Linked DNA regions of Pan troglodytes: region 1 is linked to region 2. A link is a contact called in public Hi-C data. All regions are on one chromosome and are shown on one strand. Each heading gives the region's core, a stretch centred on a gene start, on an enhancer-like site or on the middle of the called end of the contact. The rest is flanking DNA. Distances are from core to core; before and after follow the strand shown. Region 1 overlaps EML1 (EMAP like 1). Region 2 overlaps CCDC85C (coiled-coil domain containing 85C).

Region 1 (4,841 bases), core at 1,784-4,283, 370 kb before region 2:
AAAAAAATTCCTGCAGTCAGCCAATACCAATTGGGATCCAAATTACAGCCACTTATTAAAGCCCATCCGAGTAAATGCTCAGGGATGCGTTTAACTTAAAATGAATCGAAGTGGTTTGCAACACAAAAACATTTTCATACAAGGAGAGCATCTGTTTGCCTGTATGAAAAAGGTTTCTGTAGCCTGGGTAACAGCTTTGCTCAGAGAGCTATGAGGTTTCAGAAATGCTGCCTACCTTTGCAGTGTGTCACCCGGCGTTTCCCTTGTGATTTCGGAGACAGAGACAGAAGGGCTAGATAAAGAGACGGTGGAGTACTGCAAGTGTGGCTGGCCTGCCTGCCCCGGAGCCCGGAGCCCTCACTAGCCCGCAGGCCAACACCTGACCTGCCCCCCAATCTTAAAATCTGGACACGGTTCAGGGATCCTGACAAGTGCGCTCACAATGTGGCCCTGAGAGCTTACAGCAAGTACATTTTCAGTGAGTAATTTCATGCTTCCTGAAAATGAAATGAACACTAAAGCACATGCTGATAAATACACAACTTTGACTTTTATGTTTTAATTCTGAACTTAAGAAAAAAACTAGAACAATTAAAATTAAATGAATGTGTTTCATCAATTACATACTTGTCCATTTTTTGCATTTTATATTTCTAAATAAGGTTAAGATGCTAGACAACAGCATCTACCTTATTACAAAAGGTGTTAAAAAAGATATATGGAAAGATATACATGAACTATTAGTTTGCAGTTTAGGAGATCATAGGCAGAAAAAGAAAAGCTACTTTTAGACAGTTATATAACTTGATGCATAAGAAACTTTCCCCTAAGAGAAATGCAAATGTTGATAACAGAATCCAGTTAGTAAGGAAGGAATAACCAAGGCAACAGACACCTTTTAATCTAGAAATTCCATCATGGCATAGGTGGTGGCATTCCACTCTCCTCCTTACTGGCATGTCTTACATTGGTTTTGGAGAGGGTAGGTGAAGGGTTTGCTCTTTATGACTGTTTAAAGGCAGTCTCGCTGTCACTATCTGAGCCATTCGACCCCCAGGTACAAAGCTCCATCTGGGTCTGCACAAACCAAAGCTCCTGTGTGTCCAAGGCTGGCCCCTGAAGCTGGCTACTTCTTTTCTGTCCCTTGAGTTCTGAGAAAGTGAGTGAGGGGTTCCCATACATAAATTAAATCAGACTTACCTGCACTGAATACAGGCTCCTTGGGTTTGCTGTGAAAATAAAACGAAAAACAGTTTTTAAAGGGTGCTGTGGGTGTTTAATCTCATTCACTTCAGACCCCAAAGCCACGGCTGCAGTAGTCTGCCACACAAATGCTGCATAAGTTATACACGTTAATAAGAAAAACACGACCAATTTCACTGCAAAAAGGAACACACATAAACAATCATAAACAATCTCATAGGTGCAAGAGATTGCAATCCTCACTTTATCACCAAAGTTGTGCTTTTTATGACTGCAAGTAAGTGTTTCGGGGAGGAAAAAATGTGGTTAATCAAGAAGAGAATGACCCTGTCTAAATGTGTAAAAACGGTTGTTTTTATTCCCTACACTCTTCTGACAGATTATTTAAAGAACTTATTTAAAACTAGCAAATTCCTGACAAAAGATCTTTTGGTGAGGCCTTTTAGAGCTCACCTCCTAAGCAGATGGCTGTTCTCGGAAGACAAGTGGGTGAGCATAAAATAGAAAGAGAAGGGGGGAACACCAGGGTGTGGTGCCCTCCAGCTCAGCCATCCCTCGGGAGAGGTAGGGACCCCCCTGCTGACTTCAGTCACCCTGGGCACCCACCATGAGCAGGTGAGACCACCCCATGACAGTACTTGGGAAACCAAACCCAGGAAGCATTTAAGGACAGACAGCCGCAGGCAGACTGGACATCCCTAGGAGCAAGCACCTCACAGGAGAAACTTCCACGAGGGGACCCTGGGGGCAGAAGGAGAGGCGGCCGCCACTGCAGACCCACTACTTCCTGCCAGGGGCACCCCTCCCATGACACCACCTTTGGGGAGATGGCACCGTCTCCATTCCAGACAGGGACAGGGAGACCGAGAGAGCTCAGGGAGGGGGGTGACCCCTTGACCTCAACTTTGACTCCAAAGTTCATGCTTTGCACTGCTTAGCTTCCCTGACTTCTGCCTGCTTTAAGATACAAAAGACGACACAGGAAATAAACGGGAGTCAAGGGGTGCACTGGTTTCACCATAGTGCCTTAAATGCTGCTAGGAGTACATATGCATTTTGTGTGTGTGTGTATTTAAAACAAAAACTTGAGCAGATATATTCCTAATATTATTCCTCAATTTTTGACTTGAAACACAATGAAAAACACCAGGAATAAAAACTATCCTTAATCCCAAGATGTAGTAAGTAATATTCTATATTAATATTCTTGATTTCCAGATAATTTCCTGTAGCACATGGGGTGGGGCGGTAGAGCCTACTACTTTCCTGATGCGTTAAAAGTGGTTTACTCTGTTCAAATTGTTTAAAGTAGTTTTGTAAGCTATAGGCTTAGTTTCCTAAACTCTAAACTATGGTCATTGAAAATACTACTAAAAAGGCATGGCACAGCCTTTGAACCTGAAAGCCTGGGTCTTACATTGGCCTACAAGGCCCTATCCAATCTGCACCTGACCCCTGTATTCTTCCGAGCTCATCTCCCTTCACTATATTCCCTGCTGTTCTGGGAACCTGGCCCAGCAGGCTCCGTGTCAGGCGCTGGCTCATGGGCCCTCCTGGACCATCCTCCCCGAAGTCAGCCACTCTCAGGCCACTGTTGTAGCTGTGTGTACAGATTCATGTTCCCTGCTCCATACTGAAACCCTCCTCACGCCCTGCTCGCCACAGCCCCCGCCCCTCCTGCTTTATTTTTCTCTATAGCACTTATTTGCCCCCTGCCTTCATTTTGTTTCTCCCACCAGGAGGCAATTCCACAGGGGCAGGGATCTTTCTGTTCATGGCTATATTCCCAGGGCCTTGGACAATAGACAGCGGCTGCCCTGGTGTGAGGCCTGGAGCTCCTGTGGAATTCCGTCTTCAGCCTTCAGCAGGCCCCAAGGATCTGTGCCTGGTGGGGGGTGGTGGGGTCAGCTCTCAGCAATCCTGCCTCTCCCCGGGGCACACACAGCTGCTGCCAAGAACCTGGTGTGGGGCTTGGTGTGCAGATGGAGTTTCTCTCCATCCTCCAGGTCCCCAGACCTCACTACACACCCACCCCTCAAAGGGCTCTCTCTCAGCTTTCCTCATCCTTCCTTCGGGGGTGGCCAGCTGCTGCCTGGCACTTAGTTCAAGGCCCTGAGCGTGGAGAACGTCTCTCGGCTTTCCTCCTGGCATGCCTCTGCCTCGGTGGGTCTCTCTCAGCCGCCTGTCCGGCTCCCAATCCACCACGCACACTCACGGAAGTCTGGGGAAAAGTGGAGTGCGTCTGAGCGGGGGGAGGGTTCTCATGTGCCCAGAGCCCCTGAGGACTCTGAACTCTCCTGCCAGTCCACACTCAGCCTTTCCCAATTCTACAGCTCCAGGTGATTTCCTACTCCCATCTAAGAGGGCTCCCCTTTTCTCCCCGCCACTCTGCCAGAGACAAAAGCAGCCGTGGGGCCTGTCCCTCCTCAGATGGGCTTGCCACTTTTCAGTAACACTTCAGTTCATTATACTACTTTCTGTCCTCAGCTCCATGGTGGCCTTAAAATAGCTATGATACTGTAGATACCTGAATTGTTCTCATTTTTAGGGTGGGAGTGACATTCTTGTCATTTTCTGTGTGCTAAGCAGAAGCAGAAGAAATCTTAACTCCAAATTTCACATATATGATTAAACTTACAGGCAGAAGGAGGTGAGGACAGAAGGAAAGCTGACAAAAGACTACGAGGCAAATCTAATTACAGAAACATAATCAAAGGGAAGCCAGGTATGGAATCAAAAGATAAGAAAACTATTTTTTTATCATGACTTTGATCACAAAAGTAGAATGATGCAAAAGCTATGAACACAGAAATGAGAAATTCAGAACTTGCCCTAGAGACAGAAAAAAGCAATTATGAACTATGTTCTTCCTACAAAGAGAAAATCCGCAAGGGAATCTGAACGCTTCATACAGGGAAGCTCATGGACCTTCGACACTGAAGAACTGTAAGAGGAAGAATGAAAAGATTTCTATTAACAGATTAGGTAGCAGGAATGTTAACAACTAAGGTCATTGAGAGAGGTATCAGGTGGTACTAAAATGCTTACATTTCTTTAAATCATGCTCTAAACAATGTATCACTTGGTGGTATGCTGTATTTAGAAAATATACTACTGCTACATTTTATTATTTTAGAAAGTTGAGTTTTTATTGAAAAAAACCCAGCATATTTGTTTAGAACCCATTACTCCTGCCAATGCACCACCACCTTTTCTAAAAGGCAAGCCTGGGAGGAGGTAATTTCACTCTTGCATGCAAATCTTAGAATATAAACCCATAAAATGATGACGAATCTTCTGAACAACTGATAGAAAGGCAAACACACAGATGCGCAGTGATAACCAGAAGAGAACATTGAAGCCACCGTGGCCTCTCAACAAAGTGTGTTGACGGGAGCCGTATGCAGAAAGTGCATCTCTCCAGAACGCACAGCCACTCAAATTGAGAGTGGGTCCTTCAGACCCAGCACTATTTTGAAACATGCTTGGGCGGTGAATTCACTTGGAGTGGGAGATGATCGCTTCTCAAGGTGTTACGTAATTCATCTCTGATTCCCCATTTCTTGATGTGAGCTCGATGGAAAAAATTAAGTGGGTGACTTAATATCCCCTCAGCAGCTGGGGTGTGGCTCCATGGC
Region 2 (5,213 bases), core at 2,578-5,077:
GCTCTTCTTCCTGATGCTCTCCCTCCCCCTGTCCCCCTAACACGCCCCAGTGTGTGTTGTTCCCCCCTACAAATGAGTTCTCTCAAAATTAAAGAAGAAAAAGAAAGTAAATCCAGTTGGTATGACTGTGTAGCTCTTGTGGGCGACCTTGCAGGTCATCTTCGCCTTGAGGCTAGAACAGGGGGCCAGATAGGGCGTGCATCCCCCACCTGGCCTCTCTGAGCTGCTGGGATCTTGGGGTGCCTGTAGGCCGGGGCACCCCATCCCAGGGCTTCTCAAAGGTTTGCTTTTCCCTGGGAGGGTAGCAGGGCACTTGGGGTGGCTCCACCCTGGTGTGAGTTTTGGGGTGGGCTATGGGGGGTGGTGGGTGCTCCTAGGGACCCAGTGCCGGGCACATGGCAGGTCTTCAGTGAGTCCTTGTGAATCTGGAGTTTCTGAAGACGTGGAGCTCCTGGAGTCGCCTTGGCGAGCCCCAACCCTGGCCTTCGGTGTGGGAAAACCACTCCGGCTCAGCTGAGGTCCTGGTGGCTTTGGGCTAATAGATGTCCAGGGAAGGCACTGGGCAGAGTGATGGGCATGGTTGGCATTTACTGGGTGACACTGTTCTCCTTCCTTCTAGCTGCCCCGCCCCTATGGCCGCCCGAGAAGCTGGCTTCAGGTAGAGCTGCCTGGTGGGAGGCGTGTTTGCAGTGGTGTTTGTGGGGGTCGGGAGGCTGCTTTGTGTGCTGTGCGCTGCTGTGTGCTCTGTCCCCCACTCCCCAGCACCCTCCCGTTCTTTCCTGGGAGCACTTCCTTCCCAGGCTGCGCTGGCCCTACCTTTAGAGTCTCCTTGGGATCTGCCCTCTCCTCGAGCTGGCATTACTGGCGAAACTTCCAGTTTTGCAAAATAATAGCAAGACAGTGATGCAGCGACCGCCCCCGAGGGCTCTCCGTGGTGTGAGCCCCTTCTCACGCACCTTGCCCAGGTGCCCGGGGTCCTCCCGCCTCTGCAGGGTGGCAGGGCTGGTGCGAATCCCCACTTTGAAGCGAGACACCTGCTTGGAGGGAGAAGAGGCTTGCAAGTCTGCATGAGTTAGTGGAGACGAGGCCGGGGCCCACATGCCCACCCAGCTGTGGCTCCCGGTGGGAAGCTGCCTGGGTCCTTGAGGGAGGTCTCCAGGGCTGCTGAGCTGGGTGGGCACTGGGCTGAGGGTTCTGCGTGGGTTGCACAGTTCTGAGGGTCAGCATGAGTCAACATGCCAGGCACCCTGGGCTGCAGCCAGATCCCTGCTGGACAGGGCCTGGGACTGGGGAGCTGCTGGGTGAACTCGGCTCCCACCTGTGCCCAGCCTCGAGACCCGTGGAGCCAGGCCCTTTAGGCACTGGCCACTCTCCTGCCAGCTCTCAGGCCTCCACATGGTTTCATTTTTGTCCCCTTCTCCCCGTCCTGAGACTGCCTGCCCCAGAATACCTGCCCCGCATTACCCCTCCGGGGGTCTTCAACCCCGTGCCCGAGCCGACACTAAAAAGTGTCTGTAGACACTGCAAGTTGTCCTCTGGGGGCATCACCCCCATTTGAGAACCATTGACCAACTGTGTGCCAGACCTGGGCTTGGGCTGGGAGGTGAACCACACCTGTCCAGCCATGCAGACAGACGATAAACCAACAACGTCATTACGCAGTGCCAAGTCTCCCTCCCCTTCCAGAGCAGCCCACAGGCATGACTGACGGACGTGTGGACACAAACCTCCTGCGTGCCCTCGTGGGAACAACTCTGGTGTGGTTCCCGTGGGGTCAAGTTGAGGCCTGTCTTCTGTGGAGGCCTCTGTGCTACGCTGCACAGCCCTGACCCCTGCCCTGTCCTGCGTCCTCCCTGCTTTCTCTGCACTCTCCCTCTGAGGATCTCCGAGACGGATGACAGCTGAATCTTGGTGGGCTTTAGTTTGGAGCAGGACAGTGGAGCCCAGGCTAGTCTGTGGCCCCAGCTGCCCCTGGAGCTGCTGGGGCCCCTGGTGGGAGAATGGTCTCCCCAAGTCACGCATTCGAGCCTCTGCTTCCAGGTGGGTCCCCCAGCCCAGCCAGCTGAGGGTGCGCTGTCTTCCAGCACTTCCTGGGTGGAGGTGTCAGCCTGACAGGCCGCTGAGGCCCTGGGTTTATTACTCGGCACCCAGACCATTGATTACGCATCACTGACCAACCCTGGGAGCTCCCACAGTGCTTCCTCTTCCTGGAGGGAGGTCGCCAGGTCTTGGGGACGGGGTGTTCCCTGGGCCCTGGCCTTGCCCCCACTTCCTCTTCCTGGAGGGAGGTCGCCAGGTCTTGGGGACGGGGTGGTCACTGGGCCGTGGCCTTGCCCCCTGGGTCTCACCTCTCGCCTCCGTAGCCCCTGGGATGATGGCTCATCTGTGGGAGTGGGATTGGCAGGAAATGTGAACTGGAAGGAGCTCTCTCCAGCTCCCTGTCCTCCAACCTGGCCCCCATCCCAGCCTGGGGACTGCACAGTGACCACGGGGACCTGGAGACCCTCTCAGCACACGCTCAGGGCAGAGGCATTGTTAGTGCCTGCAGGAGCTGCACGGGGCCTGGGCTCATGTGGCTTTTTCCTGCCCAGGTTCCCATTGCTCTGAGGGTGGATGTAGGCCCCTCTCTGCAGACGGCACCTTCAAGCTCTTCAGCTGCGGTGAAACTGGCCTCTTGTGACAGATACCCTGGAGCCCCCACAGGCCAGAAACAGGAGGGCACCTGACCCAGGAGAGTCTGGGCTGGGGGAGGCCTGTGTTGGGGTCCTCTCCCTGAGCCCCACAGTGTCTCCTAAGTCAGACACAGTCATTGGCATGACCTAAATTTGGGAGGGGGAGAGGGATGTGGCTGCGTTGCTGTCCACTGTGGTCCTGGACCCTGGCCACACCTGGCTGTCCGGCTGAGCCGAGCTGTGCTGTGCCACACGGTGCCAAGGGCCCATGCTCACCTGTCAGGCAGGCATCCTGGAGGGTGCTGAGGAGGGAGGAGCCTCGCAGGTCCCCACCCATCCCTGCGCCGAGCACTGAGACACCGGTCCAGAGTCGCGCCAGGTGGCCCTTCCACGGGGACTCCTTCCCAGGGCATTCCGTATGAATCAGCCTGGGGCTCCCAGTCTGGTGGTCCAAGTGGTCACTTGTGGGCAGGCTGCCCAGGTGGGGACACAGGGCACCCCCTCTTCAGTGCCTGCCTCCACTCGCACCCCCAGCCCTCACTCCCCTTTAGTTGCTGCCTCCCTGATGGGGCACAGCGTGGTGCCTGGCACACAGGAGGCGCTCTGTTTGTGCCTCTCGGACACATAACCGATGCAGCACATTTGAGGGCCCAAAAGCTCTCTGGGAGCAGGAAGCAGGGTGACAGCAGCTCCCCTGAGCACAGCCCAGAAAGGCGCTTCCTGCCCGCAGCCACCCCACCCATCCTTCCCAAACAAGCAGCCTCAGGTGGGCAGGCTGGGGCGGGTGGGCTCTGTCTCCATGTCTTACCCTCTTTCTGTTCAGCACCCCCTCTGACAATGCTCCCTAGGGGTCACCCCAGGGTGGCCCCACATAGGCCCCCTGCAGCTTTGCAGGCAGGCATTCCCTGCAGGACGGGGTTCCCCTCTGGGGAGAAGGCTGGGCCGCACTGCAGAGGCCCAGAAAGGGCTGGGGAACAACTGGAGTTCACCCAGCGAGTCCTCGCTGGGCCCCGAGTCGGGCAGTGTTGCAGTGAAGGCCCTGGATACAGGCTGGGGGTGTCCTGAACTCCGGTCCTCAGTGGAAAAGGAGGCCCTGCAACCTCCTGGGTCTCTTCCTCCCTAGTCCAGGACACTCATGCTGCCCTCTGGAGGCTCTAGAAGTGAGTAATGCGGATTGGGCCTGGCCAGGGTGGAAGGGGCCACGCTGAGTGTTTGGCAGGGCTGGCCCCACCCTGTTAAGGATTCGGGAAATCTTGTTTGAGCTCTGAGCTGGCAGCTCTGTGTGTAAGATCCCTTCTCCCTGGGTCCTGAGGGAGCCACCCGAGGAAGACTGGGCAGGCGGGTGTTTCTGGGGAGCGGCAGTGGACCCCCTGCCTCTGCCTGAGGAAGGGCCAGCACCTTCCTTAGCTGGAGCTCTTCTCTGTGTGCAGAACAAGCCCAGCAGGTGATTTCAGCTCCTGCTTTCCCTCCTCGGGGAAATCCTAGGGAATCTCATTCTGCAAAGGCAGCGACCTGTCTCATAGCAGGATTTTTAATTTGGATTTAAGTGCAATAATGGTTACTCATTTGATGCGCCATTAGTCACATTGCCCCTTAATGAGAGATTGTGCGTTTTTCCTGCCTGGCTTTGTGGCTTGCTAATAAAGTTCTATGGACATGCAAATGTTTATAGAGGCTCACCGAAGGCAAGGGTGGGAATTGCGTGCAGCTAATTAAAAACCTCCCTCACGCTCACGCACACACATCTCCTCCCAGGGAAATTATCTGGGGGAGGGGAGGGGACGGCAGCACAAACCTCCGTTTTCGGTAACAGCACGTGGGAGCCCATTTGGTCGAGGGCCAGAGAGGATGTGGAGGAAGGGACGCTGGAGTCCAAACAGAAGCTGAGCAGGGCAGGGCAGGGCAGGGCCGGCTGAAGGGGAGGGCAGCTGTTCCAATCCCAGGTGTACCCTTCCTGGCTGTGTGGCCCAGTAGTCAGACTGTGTGTATGTGCACGCACGCATTCAGAGTGTGTGCTGGCTTAGAATGCATTCTCCATTGGAGAAGATTTTGTAACTCTCTTACTGTTGCAGAGTTCTGGCCAAGAAAATCAGGTGGTTTGGAATTTTCACCCTTAAGTGGAGCTAGGGGTACATCTCTCAGGAGAGGTGACCCAGGGAGGCATGGGTGGCTCTGATGGGGTGGGGGGAGGGGTGTCACTCATTGTTGGGGGAGGGTGAGTGAGTGCTGGGCCTAGGGGTGGGGGCTGTAGCCTCTTCCTCTTTTTGGTACCTGGTGGATGGGGAGGGGGCTTTCCTTGATCTGACCTCCACCTGCGGGCCGTGAGTGCCTCTAGTTAACCTAGGCAGGGTCAGCCAGGGTTAATGCCGTGGTCAGGGCATGGCAGTCCCATTTGATGGTTCAGGGCTGTGCCCAAGGCCCCCGTGCTGAGACCCCTTTGTGATGCTCGCCAGGGTTATCTAAAACCCATCACACTTTGGGGGCCCTGCAGGAAGGTTGGTTCCCACTTCTCTGTCTCTCCTTTATGTCCCTCCCTGACCT

What was found. Hi-C and Micro-C count contacts between places; a contact is called where the count stands out from the background.
Region 1: a Hi-C map of induced pluripotent stem cells shows a contact between it and region 2, with 2.2 times the contacts expected there. The contact joins two enhancer-like sites. A contact is called at or near these places in 3 of 7 Hi-C or Micro-C datasets (induced pluripotent stem cells and stem cell-derived neural progenitor cells).

Annotation. Positions count from the first base shown.
Region 1 is chr15:97,889,568-97,894,408 of NHGRI_mPanTro3-v2.0_pri, reverse strand. It overlaps EML1 (EMAP like 1), which reads right to left. Exons shown (of 22, transcript XM_009428453.5): 5 at 1,201-1,229. Among named protein-coding and RNA genes, the nearest start is that of EVL, 82 kb to the left of the region's middle. Within about 2 kb of position 3,033, at least 8 of the 24 cell types and tissues checked have an H3K27ac peak or open chromatin away from gene starts, as enhancers often do. A contact at or near this core is called in induced pluripotent stem cells, where this site is marked.
Region 2 is chr15:97,524,810-97,530,022 of NHGRI_mPanTro3-v2.0_pri, reverse strand. The region is part of intron 2 of CCDC85C (coiled-coil domain containing 85C); the gene reads left to right. Among named protein-coding and RNA genes, the nearest start is that of CCNK, 46 kb to the right of the region's middle. Within about 2 kb of position 3,827, at least 4 of the 24 cell types and tissues checked have an H3K27ac peak or open chromatin away from gene starts, as enhancers often do. A contact at or near this core is called in induced pluripotent stem cells, where this site is marked.